7 separate regions of the Mus musculus genome follow, and regions 1, 2, 3, 4, 5 and 7 are each linked to region 6. Evidence: chromatin contacts called from public Micro-C and promoter capture Hi-C data. All regions are on one chromosome and are shown on one strand. The core of a region is the stretch at or near the end of the contact, and the rest is flanking DNA. Distances in the headings are between cores, read along the strand shown. Region 1 holds the start of Foxo6 (forkhead box O6). Region 2 holds the start of Col9a2 (collagen, type IX, alpha 2). Region 3 holds the start of Zfp69 (zinc finger protein 69). Region 4 overlaps Gm36134 (a long non-coding RNA gene). Region 5 holds the start of Scmh1 (sex comb on midleg homolog 1). Region 6 holds the start of Cited4 (Cbp/p300-interacting transactivator, with Glu/Asp-rich carboxy-terminal domain, 4). Region 7 holds the start of Zmpste24 (zinc metallopeptidase, STE24).

Region 1 (2,799 bases), core at 70-2,569, 380 kb after region 6:
GGGAACCTTCCACAGCCTGGAAGACAGTGGTACCTAAAGTGAGGTCCCTAGTGCCTGTCAGCTTGCTAGAAATGTGAAGTCTCGGCCCCAGCACAGACCTGCCGCCAGACACTCGACGGTCGGGGTTCAGGCATCTGTTTTAATCCTCTGTAGGATAAAACCTACCACACACTGAACTTTGAGAACCAATGCTCTAAAATTGTGCTTGCAAGCACAGTAAAAGCCCAGGAAGCCCCATTTGCACAGAGAACAGGTAGGGTTGTGGTATAACGCCTGGCCTACAATCCAGGAATTATCAAACCATTTCTTTTCCCTAGACTGGTCCATGGCACAAAGAGACGAGAGTTAGATCAACCCTTAGTCTGGCTGTTGGAAGGAAGACTTGGAAACGTCAAGGGTCCAGAAGAGGAGGGCGGGGCATTTCTGGGGATGGTAGAAGCGGGGAGGGACCAGTGTTCCGAGCCCCGCCCCATTTCTGTTGCCCCGGGAAACCCCGGGTTGTAACAATAACCTGCTGACGCGCTCCTGGGAGGAATCCTTTGAAGGTTGTGGGCGGGGCAGCCCCGCTGTGCACCAATGGAAGCACTCGGGATCCGCCCCTACGTTGCCCTCCCCGAGCCCGGCAGGGGGCGGGGCCGCGCCAGACGTTTCTCGCCTGCTCCCTAGGGGGCGCTGTGGCGTGCGGGGCTTCGGCGGGGTCGCCCTTAGCGGGAGCTCCACGCCCCCCACAGTCAGCAGGCGGGGCACCCAGTAAGCAAGGATTCCGCGGCCCTGGGCGAGCACGCCCCGCCTCCTTTTGCTCCGGGTCCGCCCCGTCCCCGTCCCCCGCCCATCCCGAGGTGCAGCCGGCGCTGAGCGCGGCAGGCGCGGGAGCTGGCGCTGGAGCCGGAGCGGCGGCGGCATTCACGGGGCGGCGGCGGCGCGGGCTCTGGCACGGGCTCGGGCTCCGGCATGGTGCAAGCCAGCCTCGTCCCGGGAGAGCGGGGCCCGCGCGCGGGACCGGCGCCCGCGGAGCGGCGGCAGCGGCGGTGGCGGTGGTGGCTGCGGGCACAGACAGGCGGCAGGTGCTAGAAGCTGGGCTGGGCGAGGTGTGTGCCCGCTGGGCTCCCGGGCCGCCGCCCCCTCACTGCCTGGGTCTTTGCCTCCCTCCGTGCTCGCCAGTTTGTCCAGCCTCCTGCCTCCGCTCCCCGGCCCATGGCGCCCCGCGGTTGAGCCGGCGCCGCCAGGGACCCCTCCCGCGGGCCTCCCCGGGGCGCGCAGATCCCAGAGCCGCGCGCCCACCCTCCGCGGAGCCTCCCTCCCTGCCTCGCCCGAGCCGGGCGGGACCATGGCTGCGAAGCTGCGAGCGCATCAGGTGGACGTGGACCCGGACTTCGCGCCGCAGAGCCGGCCGCGCTCGTGTACCTGGCCTCTGCCGCAGCCGGACTTGGCCGGCGACGAGGACGGGGCGCTGGGTGCAGGAGTAGCCGAGGGTTCCGAGGACTGCGGGCCGGAACGCAGGGCGACGGCCCCAGCGATGGCCCCAGCGCCTCCGCTGGGCGCAGAGGTCGGACCCTTGCGGAAAGCGAAGAGCTCCCGACGGAACGCGTGGGGGAACCTTTCCTACGCCGACCTCATCACCAAAGCCATCGAGAGCGCCCCGGACAAGAGACTCACGCTCTCGCAGATCTACGACTGGATGGTCCGCTACGTGCCCTACTTCAAGGATAAAGGCGACAGCAACAGCTCGGCCGGCTGGAAGGTGGGGCATCCGGGCTCCGGGCAGGCTACAGGGAGGGGGGCTCTGGAACACCCCTAGGGGTCATGGAGTGCGCGCCCAGGGCGTGGGGCAGGTCAGTTGACAGGCGGGGGCATGCTGGCAGCAGCTGTATTCATTCATGTCCCCTAGGAAGGATGCGCGGGATTGGAGGTCTGGTAGGGTGACAGGGGATACCTTTTTGAGGCATCCCAGAGGATTATCCCTGGCCTGTCATTGAGCGTATAATAGCATAACTCATTTCCAGACCACGGACAGTAGGGAGCCCCCTTTGTTTTGTGTGACTTGTTTTACCCTCTCCACCAGGGTACTTGCTTTAAAGAGCTGGAGTCATGACCCGGGGCTCCTGTCTGCTTTCCCTCTCAAATCTTCCCTGGCCTTCCTGACACTGGCCCCATGGTGAAGAGTGCTAACAGATCAAGCCTCCCCCCCCCCCAACCCCATGCAATTCTTTCTATAGTGTTGAGAGTTCATCCTGGAGCCTAGTCGGGGTGAAAAGCATGGCAGACCACCGGAGATGAGTTCTTCATGGGGCAGTTGTCAGCCCCTTCCCTGGTACAGCATGGGGTGGGGGAGGTGCTTTAGGCTCCCTGCTGGGACTTGTGGGAATGGTGTTGAGGTCTGGGGGGGGGGTCTATTTCTACCCACTCGGGCAACTTATCTCTCACTTCCCTGGCTTTCTGGGCTCAGATGCACTTAAGGAGTGGGGCACCCCTAGAGAGACCTCAGTGGCAGGCAGTGGAAAGGGGAGAGCCATCTTGGGAGAAGACTTGGATGGGGGCTTTACTGGATTGTAGCTTCTAGATCCAGCTCCTCCTCTGTCCATCTTGTTGGGAAATGGGGCTAGCCTATGCACTTGGGGGTGAAAAGGCATGAGGGGACCTCTTGTGGGAGAGGTAGTCACTGTGAGGAAGACATGTCTGTGACCAGAGATGAGGCTGTTTGGGGTGTTGATTGGCAGCAAGATCTGAGGAGAGGGGCAGCAGCCATGGCCAGATCTAGATGCACTTGGGAGTCCTGATCTGGGAGCCCCCGGCTCTTGG
Region 2 (3,011 bases), core at 331-2,830, 370 kb before region 6:
TGGCAACAGGGGGCGCTAAACTTCCAGGCATCCCCACCCCTGCGCTCATAAAGTTCTCCTTTGTGGATAGCCCTGCTTCCTCTCAAGTCTGAAGTTAGATACTCACGTCGATGCCATCTGAACCAGGCACTCCTGGTGGCCCTGGTGGCCCTGGAGGACCCGGCTCCCCTGGTGGACCTCTCTGAAAATACACAAGAGTGCAGCCCTCAGACAGTACGCAGAACTGGGCTCCCAGGGGCTGCTGGAGACCCCGAGAGCAAAGGTGACTAGGGCAGCATCTCCCCAAGGAGATGGTGCTTCATGGGGAGTTTGTTGAGCAGCTACTGTGTGTCAGGCACTGTGTGCCATTATGCTCTGTTACTTTATGAACTACTCAGAACTCGGGGGGGGGTACTATTAGGGGTGACAAGCAGAGGGTGAGGAAACACAAAAAGACTCAAGGCTCGTGATCACTGCAAGTGAATGCTGAAACCGTGATTACACCCTAGGTTGGCTGGCTTCTTCCCCTGGGTCACACGGTCTTTGCACTGTCACGATAGGAAATAGATGAAGACATCATTTGCTCAAATCACAGATGATGTGCAAGATGGCACCTAGCCAACGATGGCCGTTCGAACTATTGCTGTTTTCTAACCAACAACAGGTATAGCGGTGAACTGGCACCTCTCCCTCGTCCCTGGTGCAGGTAAAGAGACCTCAGAGAAGAAGGAAAGCTGGGACTCTTCCCACCCAATCCTCCCTAAGGTAGCGAACCAGCCCCGACTCAGGAAGTCCACGCGTGCCAGATGCTGGCGCCAGGTGCCCTCCCCAGGTTAAGATGTGCCAGGCTGGCGCCTCACAGGCGAACTGTACCCCTACACTAGCACTGCTTGGTGAGCGGGCCCAGCATCCCCATTTGGTCCTAAACCGGGCATCTCTTTCCTAGGGCCCAGCTGTCCCTGCGAAGTGAGGCAGAAGCCCACAGTCAGGAAACGGACATATTGGGGCGACAGGGAAGTCTGGCTGGAGCCTGGGTCCCTTAGGAGACTCCGGGGGCGGAGGCTCCGCTGTCGACTGAATAGCCACCATTGTCTCCGCACCACCTGGGCTCTCTCCACTGCCAGGCCCCCGCGCCATCTCCTGCTCGACGCTGCCTGTCCCAGGCAAGGCCAAGCATCCCGAGGCAAGGTCCCTCTGGTTCCCGGACTAGTCAATCTCCCTTCACCGCGAGCGGTTTGCCGGGTATGCATCACCCCAGCGGCTCTGTCCTCAGCTGCCCCTCAGGCTAGGGACAGACTAGAACAGGTCCTAAAGACTCCAGGATCCTAAACCCAGGCTCTGCACCAGGGACGGCGGAGACAGAGAAGTGACAGGACTTACGATCTGAGCCAGGGCGAGCCACAGCACCTGGAGGAGAACGAACAGGCTGCGGGGCGCGGGCACGGCGGTCATGGCGAACAGCGGGTTCTGGAGCGGGGGTCCAAGCACCGATGGCGGGGGCTGCTTTCGGAGCCTCGGACTGGATCTCCCGAAAACGCAGCTAGACGGGCCGGGGCGGGGACCTGCAGGCCTGTCACCTGAGAGCACTGTGGGGAGGAACTGTCCAGCTCCGCCCGGTCAGGGGCGGATCTTCTGTGCCCACCCTGGGTCTGCATTCTGAGTTTGACCAGACGCCCCAGCTGGGAAGTCCCGGGGGCATCTCGGGGTACGGGACTACTTTCTGTGTGAAGAGCAGAAGTCCATTCGAAGTCCCTTTCCTCCTTGCCTCCAAGATCAAAGCCTTCCTCCTGGCCCTCAGCCCCATCCTTTCCCCGGGCAAGCTTGTCTGGGTCCTTTATCCTCCAGAGCCTCAACCATCTCAGGTTCTGGAGACCTGGCCAGGACTCCACCAACTCCATCTTTTCTAAATTGGCTCAGTCCTCTCCACAAACAATCAGGTCCCTGCCATATTAAAACACACCAACATCTTTCTTGAATCTGCCACCTCGGGAATTCCCCATCTGCCTCTTCTCTCCCCCTCCACCATCAATTCCATTAGAGTTGTCTGTGGCCTCTAAATTTCCCTTTCCTCTCGCCTCCCTGCTTCCATCGACCAGTGCGATCCGAACATCTTCCATCCTTGAGGCATCCTGTTAGCATTTGGATCTGCCCTTGGCAATGCCAGTCCTTCACGTCTTCTCTCCCAAGCATCCACCAGGCATCCACCCCATGTGACCTTGTACAGTTATATCCTTTGAAGACAAGTTTTTATCTATGCGAATGAGTGTTTTGCCCTCAGGTATGACCCTGTCCCATGGGGGACCAGACATCCTTGGAACTGGAGTTGTAGAAAGGTGTAAGCTCCTACGTGGGTGCTGGCAACAACCTGGGTTTTTGCAAGAAGAGCACGAGCTCTTCAGCAGGGAGCCATCTCTCCAGATCCCTACAATTACATATTAAGGAGGAGTACATGTTCTATGAAAAGTGTCCCTTAGACTATCAAACACCACAATGCATAGTCACACAAACTAAAATGGACCTGGGCTATCTAACCGTGTGGAACCACCTGCATGTGTGAGGTCCACTGTCAGCCAAGTGACACGATTGTCTTTCTCCTCAGCGGCACCTGCATGCTGCTGTCTCCTGGACTGGGAGAGACTTCTCCCTCACCCCCTTTCAACTGACCTCCCAAGTTCATGGAAACAGCCACCACTTTATTCAGTAACACCCCAAACCCACCTGTCTGGTCACCTCGGTCCAGAGCCCCTTTCTCCTCTCCTTCTCTTCCACTCACTGGCTAAGGGCAGTGGATCTCATGCAGCCACTAACCACAGTTATGACCACAGACACCTCCATGACATAAATGAAGTCTTAGTTTCCTCCTCTGTAACTGGGAACAACATGGTCCCTATCTTAAAGAATTTGCTTGAAGATTGAAGGAGCTGATGGTGGCAGCTGCTTAATGTGACAGCAGTGCGCTGTGACCCTCAGTATCATTTGCTCTTGGTATCCAACTGGCCTCCAGTATGGAAACTTGACCACAAGCAAATCAA
Region 3 (2,896 bases), core at 387-2,886, 290 kb before region 6:
CTATGCCCACAGCTTGCTTATCTTTAAGTCTGCACTCGACATTGTAACTGAAGGGAAGCCGGGTGCTTACAGTTATAATGCTGTCTGCTAAAGATGATGCCCCCCGCCCCCGTAACATGTAGAGTCAAAAACAAAACAAACAAACCTCCTTCCACATTAACAATCAGAGTGGGACTGTGGGGAACCAATGACTTGTGATGTATTATACAGGCATTTGAAGCCTACTCTGAATGACACCTGGTGTCTGTTCCAATCAAGAGTTAGCTAATTAGTTACTTAGTGCAGTAAGACTAACTGCTTAGCAAGACAGAAGTCAGCGGGTCCCTTAGATGGGGACACTGACAAACAGCTCATGAGATAAACTCAGAGCTTTAGTTCTGCCAACTCCAAAGATCTTCCACTCCTCTCAGGGGTGCAATCCCTTTTCCAGGAGCACCAGATGCAACTGTACAGTAGTGTTTAATAAACTCTCTACTGCCAATTTGTCTTTTTTTTTTTTGCAAATTAATTTACAGCCCAAGTGCCACTGTCTTCAACTCAATAGATAGAGATGACTTTGAACGAAGATCACAGCCAACGACACGAAATTTTTTTGCAGTTCATGAATTTTTCCCATGTTGTTTCACTTATCTTCCCCCATCCCAAACACACACAGACACACACACACACACACACACACACACACACACACACACACACACACACATTAAAGAGAACACCCAGCCCTTCGAGGTTCTACTCATGTGGAGAGGGTTTCCTATATCAGTCCCAAGTCCGCTCATTTTTCCCCCTCCCAGTCTCTATGTGCAGTATGAAAGGTCTGTTTTCCAGATAGCTGGGCAAAAGCCGCTTTCAACTTGGATTAACTTTCTGGATGCTGGTTTTCCAATTTTTGCTCTGGTAAGTGTTTACTCTGTCGTCATCTCTTCTGTATCTTCCAGTGGGCTCAGTTTTATTTTCTCAATGCCATATGTTTACTGAACTTTTAAAGAGATAAGTTAAATTGAGGAACTGAGGAAGGCTAACTCAGACACCAGACACTTCCCCTAGCTACAGGCACTCAGGAAACACGCCGTGAGAATATGGGAAGAAAGGGGTTCTACCTTCCAGGACCATGGGAAAATAAATTCCTATTGTTTAAGTCACCGGTGTGAAGTGTTTTTCTTTGGGGGTGGGAGGCAGCCTTAAGCAAACTAATACATGTCTTTAGGGACATTAAAAATACATATCCCGGAATTTTTTTTTTAAGTTTATTGTTTTCTAGGCCCCTGTTGCCTTTTGGATTGTCTATTTTTCTACTTATCGAATTCACCAGAATTAGGAGATTAGGAGAGAGCAGGAACTGCGTGCGATTTAAGGCTGCATCCTGAAGCCTTAAGAATGAAAGAATGACAGAGAAGCGGCTTCTCCAGGAAGACTCGCCGGGCCACGGGGTACAGGAGACCCTCAGCAGGGGCTGCCGGCTTCGCTGGACACCGCCCCTGGGTCTGCCCGGGCGGCTTCCGGCTTCCGGGATCTGGGTCGCGCAGCACCCGGGTGGGCGGAGCCACGGGCAGGGCGCTGACGCGAGCAGCGTGGGGTGGGCGGGTCCCGGGTGGAGGCGCGGGGACACGAACCGGGCTAGAGGGGCGGGGTGAAACGGCGGAGCTCGGGCATCTGAGCCGCAGCCGGCGCCGCAGGTCCTGGGCTGGGACAGAAGGCCGGGCAGGACGCCTGTGCGCGCGGAGCTCCGCTCCCGGGTGCGGCGGGTGAGAAGCGGGAGAGGCCGGTGTCCAGCCCGGAGGCCGACGGTGTCCTGTGTCCCTCGGAAGCCACGCTGCGCACTGGGCGCCGCGGTGTGAGCGTGGAAGGCTGGCGGGAACGGATCCGGAGATCCTCCGGTGAGTAGGCGACTCTGCTGCGGAGCTGCGAGCTCGACCGGGTGGCTGCCTGCGAAGTTCTGCCGATGGGTCGTTCAGCAAGCTTCTGGGATTGCCAGCTCCTTCGGAAGGAACAGCACAAAGTTTGCACTTAGTGACGAGACTTTTTACATAGTCGGGGCTATTTGCACCAACTCCGGTCTTTTTGGACAGGCAGTCTTTCACCTTTCCTCCTCTTCCCCCAGACTTCAAAGAGCAGTCCCCTCCCCGAGAGAGAGCTGCGTTTGGGTATCAGGTCCACTGAATCTGGTCCCAGTGTCCACAACTATTCATATGCTGAATGGGCGATTCAGATGATGGATTCGGGTTGTTTCCAAATTGCTGTTATGGTCAGTTCTGTAGTGGTTCTACTTGCACTTGACATACTATATTTCCTCCTCTCCAGCTCTGTGGGAGCACATAACCCTGCAGTTTTAATTGCATCTGAACCGGGGATTCGTTTCACCAGCTGTGCTGGGCATTTGGAGTGTGTGATGACGACTGTTGCTGCTGGCTTATGACAAAGCGCAGCCCTGTGAATTACTGTTTTATCAACTGAGATATTCAAGCTGAGCTTTCTAATTGTTTTCTAAAATAACTCTAAAACATGATGGCCACTGGGGCCCCGTAAAGGCTTTGGCAGACAGGTCTGATGCCCTGGTAAAAGGAGAGAACCAACTCTCAAAAGTTGGCATGTGACCTCCACCCCCATAAATAAACGCATGTGATTTTTTTTATTTTTAATTTTTTTTAAAGATTTATTTCTTTATTATAAGTACACTGCAGCTGTCTTCAGAAACCCCAGAAGACGGTGTCAGATCTCATTAGGGATGGTTGTGAGCCACCATGTGGTTGCTGGGATTTGAACTCAGGACCTTTGGAAGAGCAGTCAGTGCTCTTAACTGCTGAGCCATCTCTTCAGCCCGTGATTTTTTTTTTAAACTTTAAGATAATGTTTATTGTACAGCTTTAAAATAAAAAGGTCTTAATTGTTAACT
Region 4 (2,919 bases), core at 158-2,657, 450 kb after region 6:
GAAGGCCATTGCCCAGTCCTCTGTCCTGCATTCTGTCCCCTGTGCTCATTGTCACACCCAATCCCTGCTTCAGTATCTGGAATGAAGGAGATGCTGGCTAAATGAGAACCTGCCCTTCGTGATCATTTGGTGGGCTTTGGTCCATGCCTGGATTTCCTACACAATGTTTAGGTTCATGGTTTGTGGGCCACAGGACTGGGGAAAGAACTCTAGTGGGAAGTCAGAAGTCTTGGGCTTTGGTTCTGGTTCTGCTGTGTGCCCAGCAGGTTGCTAGTCCTCTCTCCTGAGCTCTCACATAGCATGGAGGCGTGGTCATTCTGGTAGGGTTAGTACAAGAAAACCTTGTGTATAAGACAGGGCTTGTCAGGGTCTTGGGGGCAGAGCAGGGTAGAGTAAGGTAGAGTGAAAGAAAGTATTGTGGCACCCCATGGGCCAAGGTGGGTGTGGGTTTAGTCTGCAAACACAGCCTAGGAAGGGCAAATGGTGGGCACAGGACATAGCAAAGGAAGGATGGGTGGGGAGAGACCAAACCCCTCCCACCTGGTCTATAGGCTGTGCCTACCCTATCCCCAGGACTGGCTGAACCAACCCTCAAATGCCTTAATTACAAGGCCCCTAATTACCATCAGGCCCAGCCCCTCCTGCCTCTGGTGTGGTGGGCCAATTTCCTGCTCCTTGGAACCATCCTGTAAGAGTTCTATTTTCCCACAGCTGACAGCTCCCTCACCCCCTGGGGGAGTCAGAGGTTCCTGCTTGCCACCGTTGGTGGGAGAGGGGATAGCATCACCACCCAGGAACGCACCAGGCCCCCTCCTGGTCCCCAGCAGCTTATCTAGTCTGGAATCTCAGTGTCTGGCTCTGCCATCTCCTGCCTTGTGCTGCTCTCTGCCACGCACAACCCCATACACTGTCCCCCATAGCTGAATCCCTGGGAGGCTTGCAACTGATGGCTGGCTAGGGGTTAGAAGGCTATAAGGATTGATTATCTAGAGTCCCTCTGAGTCCTGCTGGAAGCTTGTTCTTGAGAGGAACTTGGATGTATCCCTGCATCATGGCAGGGATACATGGAGGCTAGGGCCATGCACAGTGCTACAGGCTTGGATTATAGGGCTGGGGAAGAAGGAACCAGAGGGAATCAGAGCCCCTGAAAAGATGGTTCCTGGAACAGGGAGTGGGGCTTCTCTGCCTTAGCCCTCAGCTTGCCCAGGATCCCGGCAACCAAACAGAGTCAGTGATAGCAGCCAAGCCCAAGCCCGAATGAAGGATACTCTGCGCTGTGGAGTCAGGGTGTCTGGTCTCTCTTTGTCCTGCCTGCTACGCTTCTGCCACTTGGACTGTTGTGTTCCTCCTCAATTCCAAATTTGGTTCTGCCTCAGGGTCTTTGCAGAGTGGGTTGTTCTGGCTGCAGACTTCTTCCCCCACCCCTGACTCCACCCCTCAGCCCCGCCTCACACATCCCTTCAGAAGAGTCTGTTCCTGGCCACCTCAGCAGCTCTCACGGAATCACTTGGCTTTATTTTCTCTCAGCATGCACACCTTGTCCTCAACTGTCTCTTTCTTGCTTGCCTCCTGCCCCAGGCTATACATTCCCCAAGGACAAGGACTGTGTGCCTCCGGCTTATGGTGTCTCCTCATGAATAAGCCCATAGTCTGTACCCAGTAACCTACACACCCTGTCCCCTGCCCCACCAAAGTTTTGTCTTTAAGTCAGGACTACGGTCTGTTCAAAGAAGGGCCGGCCTATGCAGGGTTCCAGTTACTTACTGACCTTAGTAAGCGTCACACTGGACAAATATGTAGGGTAAGCCCACAGCATACCCTCCTGCTCTGGGGAGACAGAGATGAGGAGACGGATAAATCCCTGACCCTGCAGAGCCCGGCCCAGCACAGGGACAGATGCTGTCTAGTTCACTGGGCTAGTTACACTCTGAGCTAAGCACTGCCTAGGAATGAGTGCTGTGGACATAGTACCTCAGTAGGGCTGGAGAAAACAGGGCCCCACTCTCCAGATGTTGAAACTGAACCACTCAACAAGTCACTGGGTCACACAGCTGGAGCAAACAGACTGGTAGCTCTGTGAGCACAGCTCGGTCACTCACTTCTAACTTACTGTTAGGTCTTTTACCCCATGCAAACTGAAACTCCCCAGGGTCAGGGGAGCCATGTCTGTGTTAGATTTTAGGGTGGGTTAGAAATTTGTGGAGAGTTAGAATTTTACAAAGCTTCTTTAACCATTTTTTAAAATTACATATTTAAAAAGATTGATTTTTTTTTTTTGTTTATGTATGTAAGTGTTTCCCCTGTATGAATGTCTGTGTACTATACATTTGCCTGGTGCCTAAGAAGGTCAGGAGAGGGCACTGGATCTCCTGGAACTAAAGTTACAAATGGTTGTGGGCCACCATGTAGGTGCTGGGAATTTAACCCAGATTCTCTGAAAGAGTAGCCAGTGCTTCAAACACTAAGACATCTCTGTAGCTTTCACTCCCCATTTCTATGTCTGGCAGAACATCTTTGTGATCATCCTGTAAGTTCTGAAATAAATGAACAGACTCCTAGCTTCCACAAGCCCACAGGGAGCATGGAGGTCCCAAGCAGAGGTCCTTTGCATTACAGTGACCCTCTTACCCAAGGTTCCCACAACAGCATTTGAAAAACATCTTGATTTATGGCTTTCTTTTGTCCTGCAGCTGTAATAATGTTATAAAACCATTTCCTTGTCAAAGCATGGTATTTGAGGTAACCTGAATCCACATTCTCAGAACACAGTCACTCCTATGTGGCTCCTTTTGCTTTGAGGTAAGAGCTGTGCTTTGTCTAGACACCTACAAAGCCTGTAGTGAACAGCATGCATACACACACACACACACACACACACACACACACACACACACACACACACACTGTATGACAGGAAGG
Region 5 (3,042 bases), core at 60-2,559, 260 kb after region 6:
CAATTTTTCAAAGGAAGAGAAACCACAAAACAGGATGATCTCTTTTAGCTTGGGGGAACACATGCTACTACTATACAGCTTTTCCCTCTCCCCTCCCTACCCCCACCCGCTAAGTTCAACGCAGTACGAAAATGAGGAAGGGAGAGTACTTTTTATTTAAGGTCAGTCCTTTAGGGTCAAAGCTCTTCCCTTAGAAATGATTGAGCTTGGTCTCTCTGCTCACAAGAAGCTCTTCTGTGGGGGCAATATGGGCAAACCAGTGCTCATCAAAGGAGCGGATCAAAGACCAGAGTAAAGAAAAAGACTAAAGGAATTGGGAGTTAGCCAAAATAAGACTCAGGGGACACGATTACTATCTTCACTCTTAACAGCTGCCCAAGAGGAAACGAAGCAGAAAGACGAGAGACAGCCGTTCCTTTCTACCTATAACCAAATCCATCCAGGACCAGACTGGACGGCCTTACTTTAGAAAGGTTATTAGGACTAGGACGGAGAGCCGTCCTAAAAGGTTCGCCAAATTATTAGGGTATTATTTGGAATTTTTAAAGATAACTTCCTTCCCGAATAGGATAAGAGTAGGGGGAGCCTGGATGACTCTCAGATCTCTTCGCTTTGGGGTATGTTTTGGGGTTCACCTATCTACTAGGGAACTCCTTCCCCTGCTGTGCTCTAAGGTTGTCCGCCGTTCCCTGTCTCAGGTTCGAAACCTTCTGTAGCCGCCGGGTGTTTGCCCGGCTCCAGGCAGGTGACACAAGTGAGTCTCCCCCACCCCGCCCCCAGCCCCGGGACCCCTGAAGAAAGCTCCAAGCCCACTGTGTTCACGACCCCCGGTGCTCCGCTGCTGGGACCCAGGCGAATCTCTCTGGCGACGCGTCCCAGCAGCCCGAAAGAGCCCCCGCACTGGGCCCGAGCCAGGCTTCCCGGTTCCGCCCCAAGCCCTGCTCCCCGCTCGGAAGGGGCCCTGTGCGGGGACTCGCGCGCCGCGCCCCCGACCGACCCCGACGCGTCAGGCCGCCGCCGGACACTGGGCCCGAGCAGATGCGGCGCAGGCCGCCGGGGTTCTGGCCGGGTTGACACGGCCGCCGGAGGGCCGCGGACACAGACACCAGGGTCACCGGGCGGGGACTCGCTCCAGCCCGTGGCCGTAAGGCGGGCCTTGAGGGGCCCGGACCGGGCCGGGGGTGGCAGTGAGGCGCTTACCTGAGGGCGACAGCGGCGCGGGGCGCGGGCGGCTCACTCCCATCCAGCCGCCATGTTTCCGCTGCGCAGGGAGCGAGCGAGGACGCCGGCAGGGGCGGGCGACGGCTCTGGAGAGCGGCTCGGCTGAGGCGGCGGCGGGAGGCGGGGGGCTCCACCGAGGCGGCGGCGGCGGCGGCGGCGGCGGCCGAGGGGCGGGGGGCGGGGGCGAGAGCTGCCCAGCCCCGCCCGCCAGAGACTCCTGCCGCGAGGTGGCGCGCGCCGCGGCCGTTGGGTTCTCTCGCGCGCGCGCGCGGGGCGGCGGGAAGGGGCGACCCCTCGCGCCTTCCCCCCGCCTCGCGACCGCCAGCCCTAAAAAAAAAAAAAAAAAAAAAAAAAAAAAAAAAAAAGCCGCGACCCACTGGATTGCTCGCGTCTCCCAGACAAGTGAATGACGTCCTCTGAGGTCCCAGGTTCGAATCCCGTCGGCCCTCAGCCCCCACCCAGCTGGTGGCCGGCTGTGGAGTAATCTTAAAAGAGTTCCTTCGCACCTTTAGTCTTTCCAATGCGCAGGCGGGAGGAAAACTACTATGAGGAGAAAACCAGTGCGCCCCAAAAGGTGCAACAAGACTAACAAAAGCAGGCCTTCACTTTTGCCCCGTAGTAGGCTTTGAATGTTAGCGTGCTAGGTACTACAGTGGCTAGGGTCCTTCCAATGATGCTACCCCACCCCACACACAATTGTGTCTCAAGAACGTTATGTTTTAGCCCGCGGAAACTGAAGTTCATGGGGGTGGGGGGGAGAGCTACGTCTCCAAGATCACACAATTTTACTGGCTGTGCTCTTGCCTGGAGGTCAGGTGTTAAGGGAAATGCTGGTTGATTTTTATCAGCCTGAAACAAATCTACTCTTATCTCAGAAGGTGGAATCTCAGTTGCATAACAGTCTCCATCAGAATGGCCTATAGGCAAAGTCTGGGTGGGCATTTTCTTGTCTAATGATTGATGTGGGAGGTGCTACCCCTGGGCAGAGGTGGTCCTAGGTGGTATAAAGAGAGGCCAATAAAGGATGTTGCTCCATAGCCTAGCTTCATTTCCTGTCTCCCTGTTGCTGTTCTCACCTCCCTCAGAGATGAACAATGTTGTGGAAGTGTAAGCCAAATAAACCATTTCCTCTCCCAGGTTGCTTTTGGTAGGGGTCTTTATCACAGCTATGGAACTCACACCAGAACCAGAGAGTTCCGGGAAAGCAGCCCTTACTTAGCCCGAAGCTCATTCAATCTGGTTCCTAGAGGAAGCTGCAAAGAAAGGCTTCTCAGGATGAGGAGAGACTGAGAGCAAAGGTGTGGCAGGGATGGCTATCAAGAGTCTGAGAGGCTCTGGGAATCTGGTGGTGATGCTGTTAATGTTAGAGAATGAAGGGAAGCCAAAGCACGGCAGATCCTTGCACATCTACACTAGAACTTCAATTTTTTTTCCTCTCTCTCTTCTATTGGATATTTTCCTTATTACATTTCAAACGTTATCCCCTTTCCAGGTCTCCCCTCCAAAAACCCCCTATCCTATCCCTGCTCCCCCAGCCTCTATGAGGGTGCTCCCCCACCCACCCACACACTCAATGCCTTCCCTCCTTGACATTCCACGACACTGAGGGATCAAACCCCTAAGGCCCAAGGGCCGCTCCTCCCACTGATGTCCAACGAGGCTATCCTCTGCCACATATATGGCCGGAGCCATGGGTCCCTCCCTGTATACTCTTTGGTTGGTGATCCAGTCCCCGGGAGCTGGGGGGGGAGGGGTCTGGCCAGTTGACACTGTTGCTCCCCCCATAGGGCTACAAACCCCCTCAGTTCCTTCAGTCCCTTC
Region 6 (2,879 bases), core at 251-2,750:
GTGGCTAGGAAATCAAACGGATTAAGCTGTTAACTGGCCAGGCAGCAGCCTGGACCCCTCAGGTTATGTCATGACAATTGCACAACTCTCAAGACATTTTCAAAAGAAACTATCAGGTCTCTTGTCCTTTGGGCTGTTGAGGTTGCGAGCCTCAGTTTCACTTTGGGACTCTAACAGCCTCAGACTTTTTGCAAGTTACAGGTACTTGAGGGTGGGGATGAAAAGGAAATGGAAACTCAAAATTGTAAAGCAACCCAGTTTTATTTTGGTTTTAGAGGCCAGCGGGAGCATGGCTCCACTCTGCAGGGGTTAGGTGTAAAATCCTTCCCTCCCCCGGGCCAGGGGCCCAGGGAAGGTAGGGGGTACGGAGAGATGGCTCCCTAGACCCAATCCGGTTAGTAGGCTGCTCGAGAAGGAAGGTCAGGCAGAGGCCTGTAATGGCTCAGATTGGGGCAAGGCGGCGGAAAGAGGGCACAGAATCCAAGAACGTGGAATCCGAAGGCTGGTTCAGTTCCCTCCATTAGACCGCTGAGGCTTGGGTATGAGAAGCGAGACCCAACTGTCATCTGGCAGGAGGCAGAGCCTGGAGGCAAGGCAGGTGTTCTCGGCTGGAGCCGTCTCGGCACGAAAACCAGGCGCCTCCACCCTCACGGAGGGTGTGTGGGAGCCGGGCCACCGGGCGCAAGGTCCCGTGTCTCTGGGTGGTGGCTCTCAACAGCTCACCGAGCCGGCGGCCGGCGCTGACCCCAGGTCTGAGAAGCAATCGAACTCGCTCTGGCCGAGGAAGAGCTCCGGCAGCTCGCGTACGCGGTGCAACCCGAGCTCGAGTTCCAGCGACGTCAGCGCCTCTTCGTCGATGAGCTCGGTGTCCATGCAGCCCAGGGCGGGTGGCGGCGGCGGCGGCGGCAACGAGGCTGCGGCTCCGGGCGCCGGCTGCAGAGGTGAGGGCCCTCCAGCGGCTGCCGGGGGCGCCGGGATGCGGCCCGGGGACGGTGTGGCTGCAGACTGCAGGTGCGTGCTACCGGCGCCCGGCGACTGCGAGACGGGGAAGGGCTGGAAAGAGACCGGCGACCCGAAGGAGCCGTATGCCAGGGTCCCGGGTGGCGGCGGCGGTCCCAGCGGAGCCCCCCGCGGCCGCAGACCGCTGTCCATGCCCGGGCCTGCGTATGGCTGCAGAGTCCGGGGAGCGTGCGGGCCGTGGGTGTGCGGCGGCACCTGTAGCAGGCAGTAGCCCTCGGCGAGCATCAGGTGGTCGGCCATAGCAGCTGGCGGACAGTCAGGGCACGCCCCGGGTCTCGGCCAGCGGCTCCTCTTGGGCGGGAGACCCGGGCACTGTGCAGTCCCTGCAACTCAACCAGGCAGAGGAAGAATAAATCGGATTCGTTCACTGTCTCACCCGGGTCTCCCGGATCTCCTCTCTTCTGCGCTGCCCACAGCAGTAGTTGCAGGCCGCAAAAGAAACAGACAGCCCAAGGGTTCCCAGGCTTTCGCGCAGTGCCTTGAAGTCCGGAGATTTTTTATACCAAGAGGCGGGAACGCCACGCCCACTCTCTGTCATTGGCTGGATGAATCCCTTCTGGGCGGGTCGTGAACCTGTCCAAGAAGGTATTGGTCCCGCCCCCTACCAGAGCTCCGCCCTTTGGGCCTGCAAGGGCGTCCCAGGATGCAGGCACTTTGGTAGGGCTGGGTGGTTGACATTTTTCTGGGGCTTGGTCAGGCCTTCGAGGTACTGGTTAAGAGGGGGTATGGGAGTAGCTTGAATTTGCCAGATGAGGTGAGAGGGCCAGTTCCTGTAGTTTCAGGATCTTGGCGTCACTCAATTTACTATTTTTTCGGACTGAGCCTCAGAGGCAGGAGAGATTTCCTGGAAACACACAGTAAATAAAGCCTTTAAGATTCAAACCCGGAACTTTGTATTGCACTTCAGCGAAGTGCAATGTCCTTTGAAGAGGTCAGCTCTCTGTTCCTACAATCCCCAGGGAGCCAATTGCTCCTTCTCTCTGGTTCACACTGTGCTGTCTGTTGAAGCTTGTCCTGAGTTGTTATTAAAGTAATTTATGGGCATGTCTCCTGAAGGACTTGTTCATCTTCTTACCCTCAGCATTTGGCCCGCAGCCTGGTTCAGAGCTGGCTTTCTGTAAAAGTGGAATGAATGAGCAAATGATGGCGTGAATTGCAGCTCATTCACCAAACTGCGGCTTTCTCCTCCGTAGGATGCTGGCCAGAGTAGCAGAGACCACAAGCGCCTATGGTGAAAGTTAGCTGAGGCTCTGTGTGTGTGTGTGTGTGTGTGTGTGTGTGTGTGTGTGTGTGTATAGAGCCCTCCATAGTGCCTGGCACATACATATGTATTAAATGTTCTTTAATCTAGTGAAAGGTTGGCTATAAGGCTGGCTCTAATGATCACCCAATGGGGGATTTCCAAAGCTTCTTTGAATCACAATAATCCTAACTTGGAGCTTTAGAGTGCTCTACATTCTACAAGTGCCTTTCTGGGGTAGGGTATGAATTTTTAGCCCTATTTTGCAGATAAGAAGACTAAGGCACCAAAGGAAAATGAGGCTGTGCAGAGGCTGTATGCAAATAGTCATTCCTATATGCAACAAGCTCTTTGAGCCACAGGCATGCCGGGGACGGTTTCCTGGAGCCTGACTTACACATGTTGGCTTTCCCCTCCTCAGGCTCCCCTCCCCCCTGCAGCAGCCTCTGGCCTTCCTGGAACTTTGGTTTATCTAGCTGGTGTAGAGGGGAGAAGTTTAGCAGCCGAGTTCAGAGGCCCAAGTTCTAATCATAGCTCTGCCACCTGCAGGGGCGTTGGGTGGGGGCTGGGGGGGCATCACTTGATTCCATAGGGCCTCTGCTTTCTGCTGTGAAAGGAA
Region 7 (2,700 bases), core at 122-2,621, 430 kb before region 6:
ACCTACCTAGGAATACCACTCTTCCATTGGTACAATGGAGAGAGTCCCTAACATCACAGTGGCATCCACCCTTTGTTGACACAAGGGCTAGGCTATGCTTGTGTTTTTCCACAGGACTCTACAACACCATGATGGGTGCCAGTACAAAACATCCAACCAGCCATGGAAAAGGAGGACAGGGACGAAGCCTCCTCTCTGAAGACCTTCTACCTGAGGAAATGGCACTTGTTAGAGCTATGTCTCTACTTGCCTGTGATCCCTGTTTTCATGCCATTTGCCTTACACCCAATCAAGTACAAAATATTTCCCAGGCCCATGAACAAAACTCAAAGTTCAGCTAACAGTTCAATCAGTAATTTTGCTGAAAGCAAAAAATCCCCCAAAAGAACTTTTGGTTGCCAAAGAATCTGTGATCCTATATTGAAGTAATTCACTTTGTCAAGTAACTTCTACTGATTACGCTCATGCAGATAAATTTAGTCATGGTTGAGAAATTTGAAACCTTAATCTCAACATCTTTAGCATCACAATCTCACCATATTTTAAATTGGAGCTACATATTTTAATTGGAGCTAAAGATTTCGCAATTCACTATAAATAATGTTTATACAAAGTGCTATTAGTTCATAGAAACTATTAATTAAATAACATTTACTTTGTGGTCAGAAAAATTCTGGCTTCACGTTTCAAGTAAAGTCAAAGTAGTAACAGGGGCCATAGTGACCCTATTTCATTGTTGAATTCCAAGGCAAAGGTACTGAGCTGTGATGGTGTGTGGTGATGTGTGGTGGTGGTGGTAGTGGTGGTGGTGGTAGTGTGTGTCTGAAACAAGGTCTTGCTAGGCTTAAAGGCAGTGGCTACCAAGCCTGCCTGTTTGAGGTTAGAAATGCAGTCCCAGGACTCACAGGTAAATGCCTCTTCTGACTTCACTTGGGGAGGATGAGATGAAATGTGTAAATGAAAATCCTAATCACTAGAGTCATTTTCATCTCTAATATTCCCAAAACCAGAACTTTCGAAGACAAGCCAAACAACCCCAAATGCCTCGTTTGGTTAGTTATCCTGGAGATGCACATCTAACCTTTGAACGGCACTAAATAGAAGGAAGGAAAAGTTTTAGAGCCTCTCTCATCCTTCCCAGCTACTTCTAGAGGGAATATTTCTATGACCCGGCTTATCCGGTCCGGTTAAGCACCGGGGTCCATTGCCCTCTCTGGTAACCCGCCAAAGCAAAGGAGAGGCGGCGACCACACTGACGTTCCCAGGAAGAAGGCCGGAACCTTTGAATTGGATCCCTGCACACAGAATCCGGAGGGATATTTCAGGTGCACCGCTGCTCATTCTTCAGGCGGAAGTGAGGAAGGTGGGGCGTCTTATTCTAGCAGAAATAAGTAGGTCCTTGAAGAGTAAGGCTGGAGGGAATCGTGTCTTTGTGACACTTCTGGCAAAGCTGAGGGAATGGGCGTCTGAAGAAGCCCTCGGAAGGGACCCGTATTGTTGTGACACCGCTGGCACTCTCCGAGGGACGCGTGTCGCTGAGGCACCGGTGCACGCTAAAGGAGCGGGTGAGATAGGGTGACGATGGGGATGTGGGCATCGGTGGACGCTATGTGGGACTTCCCTGCGGAGAAGCGAATCTTCGGGGCGGTGTTGCTCTTTTCCTGGACGGTGTATCTTTGGGAGACCTTCCTAGCACAGCGGCAGGTGAGCATTGACGTGTCTCCCCCGGCTGAGCCCCTGGACAGCCTTAGGCCAGCCCGAGCCTCTACCCAAGCCCCTTAGTGTTTGCCCGGATGTAGCAAACCGTAACCCCCGGTGAGCTTCCTAACTTTTCCTAATGGTGACTGCCGCTTTGAGGAGTTTTTGGAAAGGCAGAAGTTGTTTGCAACGTTGTAATGGGACCCAAGCCTGTAAGCGGCTAATGAAAGGGAAGAACTGCCCTACCGCCAAACTTGAGCATGTCTATGCCTGCTTTACAGCGTCTTAAGAATCTTTGGACCGGGACTTGACCAAGCCTCGTTGGTATAGGCTTTCTAAGTGGAGGTGCTAAATTTGTAGAATAATAACTTCCCATGATATTGATGTTACCATGCTCAACCTCACTTTGCAACCGTTCCAAAGACTCGCACGCCGTTTGAAAATCCTCATTAGAGCAAATGTTGTTTGGGGCCACAATGTGTGTGTGTTTCATTAAAATTTCTCTTTGGGTTTTTTGTTTAAAACGTTAAATAGTGCAGTAGAAAAGCTAACAGTTTTCCATGGAGATAGCCATAATTAACAGTTTAATTCGAAATGTGAACGTTTTAGTGAGATGGACTTTGAAACAACAAAACAAGTTATCTGCAACATTATAATGGGTCCCAAGCCTGTTGGTGTCTAATAAAAGGAAAGGACAGCCCTGCCGTCAAACTTATGCAGGTCTATGCCTGCTCTGCAGTGTCTAAGTTTGGACAACACTCGTCTGTGTCGTCCTTGAGAACCTTCCCCTTTAACTGCTGGACCTATTTCTTGAGCTCTGCAGTCCTTTTCGTCTGCAGTTTTCTTCTAACTTACACTGTATGTGAGTTTCTTTGCCAGGCAAGTGCTCTCCCACTGAACTACATTTCCCAGCCCTTCGTGACTCTCCGGATTGCAAGTTTGAAATTTTTTTTTTTTTTTTGGTTTTTTTGTTTTTTGTTTTTTGAGACAGGGTTTCTCTGT

What was found. Promoter capture Hi-C pulls out the DNA fragments that hold promoters and counts their contacts. A called contact is a pair of places that touch in the nucleus more often than the background predicts.
Region 1: a contact with region 6 is called in a Micro-C map of embryonic stem cells, with 3 times the contacts expected there. The contact joins the promoter of Foxo6 here to the promoter of Cited4 in region 6. A contact is called at or near these places in 2 of 39 promoter capture datasets (embryonic stem cells and stem cell-derived epiblast-like cells), 1 of 484 Hi-C or Micro-C datasets (embryonic stem cells) and 2 of 115 datasets of contacts at active chromatin or transcription factors (both in embryonic stem cells).
Region 2: a contact with region 6 is called in a promoter capture Hi-C map of pre-B cells. The contact joins the promoter of Col9a2 here to the promoter of Cited4 in region 6. A contact is called at or near these places in 2 of 39 promoter capture datasets (the C10 cell line and pre-B cells) and 2 of 484 Hi-C or Micro-C datasets (CD8 T cells and the N1E-115 cell line).
Region 3: a promoter capture Hi-C map of cranial neural crest shows a contact between it and region 6. The contact joins the promoter of Zfp69 here to the promoter of Cited4 in region 6. A contact is called at or near these places in 2 of 39 promoter capture datasets (cranial neural crest and pre-B cells).
Region 4: a promoter capture Hi-C map of hippocampal neurons shows a contact between it and region 6, with 2.2 times the contacts expected there. The contact joins the enhancer-like site here to the promoter of Cited4 in region 6. A contact is called at or near these places in 3 of 39 promoter capture datasets (the C10 cell line, cranial neural crest and hippocampal neurons) and 2 of 484 Hi-C or Micro-C datasets (brown adipocytes and myocytes).
Region 5: a contact with region 6 is called in a promoter capture Hi-C map of hematopoietic stem and progenitor cells. The contact joins the promoter of Scmh1 here to the promoter of Cited4 in region 6. A contact is called at or near these places in 9 of 39 promoter capture datasets (the 3T3-L1 cell line, 3T3-L1-derived adipocytes, the C10 cell line and 6 more), 9 of 484 Hi-C or Micro-C datasets (the 3T3-L1 cell line, LSK cells, cerebral cortex and 5 more) and 1 of 115 datasets of contacts at active chromatin or transcription factors (large pre-B cells).
Region 7: a contact with region 6 is called in a promoter capture Hi-C map of second pharyngeal arch cranial neural crest. The contact joins the promoter of Zmpste24 here to the promoter of Cited4 in region 6. A contact is called at or near these places in 3 of 39 promoter capture datasets (the C10 cell line, pre-B cells and second pharyngeal arch cranial neural crest) and 1 of 9 other capture datasets (liver).

Annotation. Positions count from the first base shown.
Region 1 is chr4:120,285,781-120,288,579 of GRCm38.p6, reverse strand. Foxo6 (forkhead box O6) reads left to right here and starts at 1,319. Exons shown (of 2, transcript NM_194060.1): 1 at 1,319-1,741. The coding sequence starts at 1,328.
Region 2 is chr4:121,038,135-121,041,145 of GRCm38.p6, reverse strand. It overlaps Col9a2 (collagen, type IX, alpha 2), which reads right to left and starts at 1,580. Exons shown (of 32, transcript NM_007741.2): 1 at 1,360-1,580; 2 at 107-181. The coding sequence starts at 1,431.
Region 3 is chr4:120,950,428-120,953,323 of GRCm38.p6, reverse strand. It overlaps Zfp69 (zinc finger protein 69), which reads left to right and starts at 1,636. Exons shown (of 6, transcript NM_001384119.1): 1 at 1,636-1,880.
Region 4 is chr4:120,210,794-120,213,712 of GRCm38.p6, reverse strand. All of the region lies in intron 1 of Gm36134 (a long non-coding RNA gene), which reads left to right. Among named protein-coding and RNA genes, the nearest start is that of Gm36013, 21 kb to the right of the region's middle. Within about 2 kb of position 1,407, at least 14 of the 459 cell types and tissues checked have an H3K27ac peak or open chromatin away from gene starts, as enhancers often do.
Region 5 is chr4:120,403,615-120,406,656 of GRCm38.p6, reverse strand. It overlaps Scmh1 (sex comb on midleg homolog 1), which reads right to left and starts at 1,309. Exons shown (of 18, transcript NM_001379185.1): 1 at 1,201-1,309.
Region 6 is chr4:120,665,184-120,668,062 of GRCm38.p6, reverse strand. Cited4 (Cbp/p300-interacting transactivator, with Glu/Asp-rich carboxy-terminal domain, 4) reads right to left here and starts at 1,500. Exons shown (of 1, transcript NM_019563.2): 1 at 243-1,500. The coding sequence starts at 1,260. The coding sequence ends at 712.
Region 7 is chr4:121,096,881-121,099,580 of GRCm38.p6, reverse strand. Zmpste24 (zinc metallopeptidase, STE24) reads left to right here and starts at 1,371. Exons shown (of 10, transcript NM_172700.3): 1 at 1,371-1,704. The coding sequence starts at 1,582.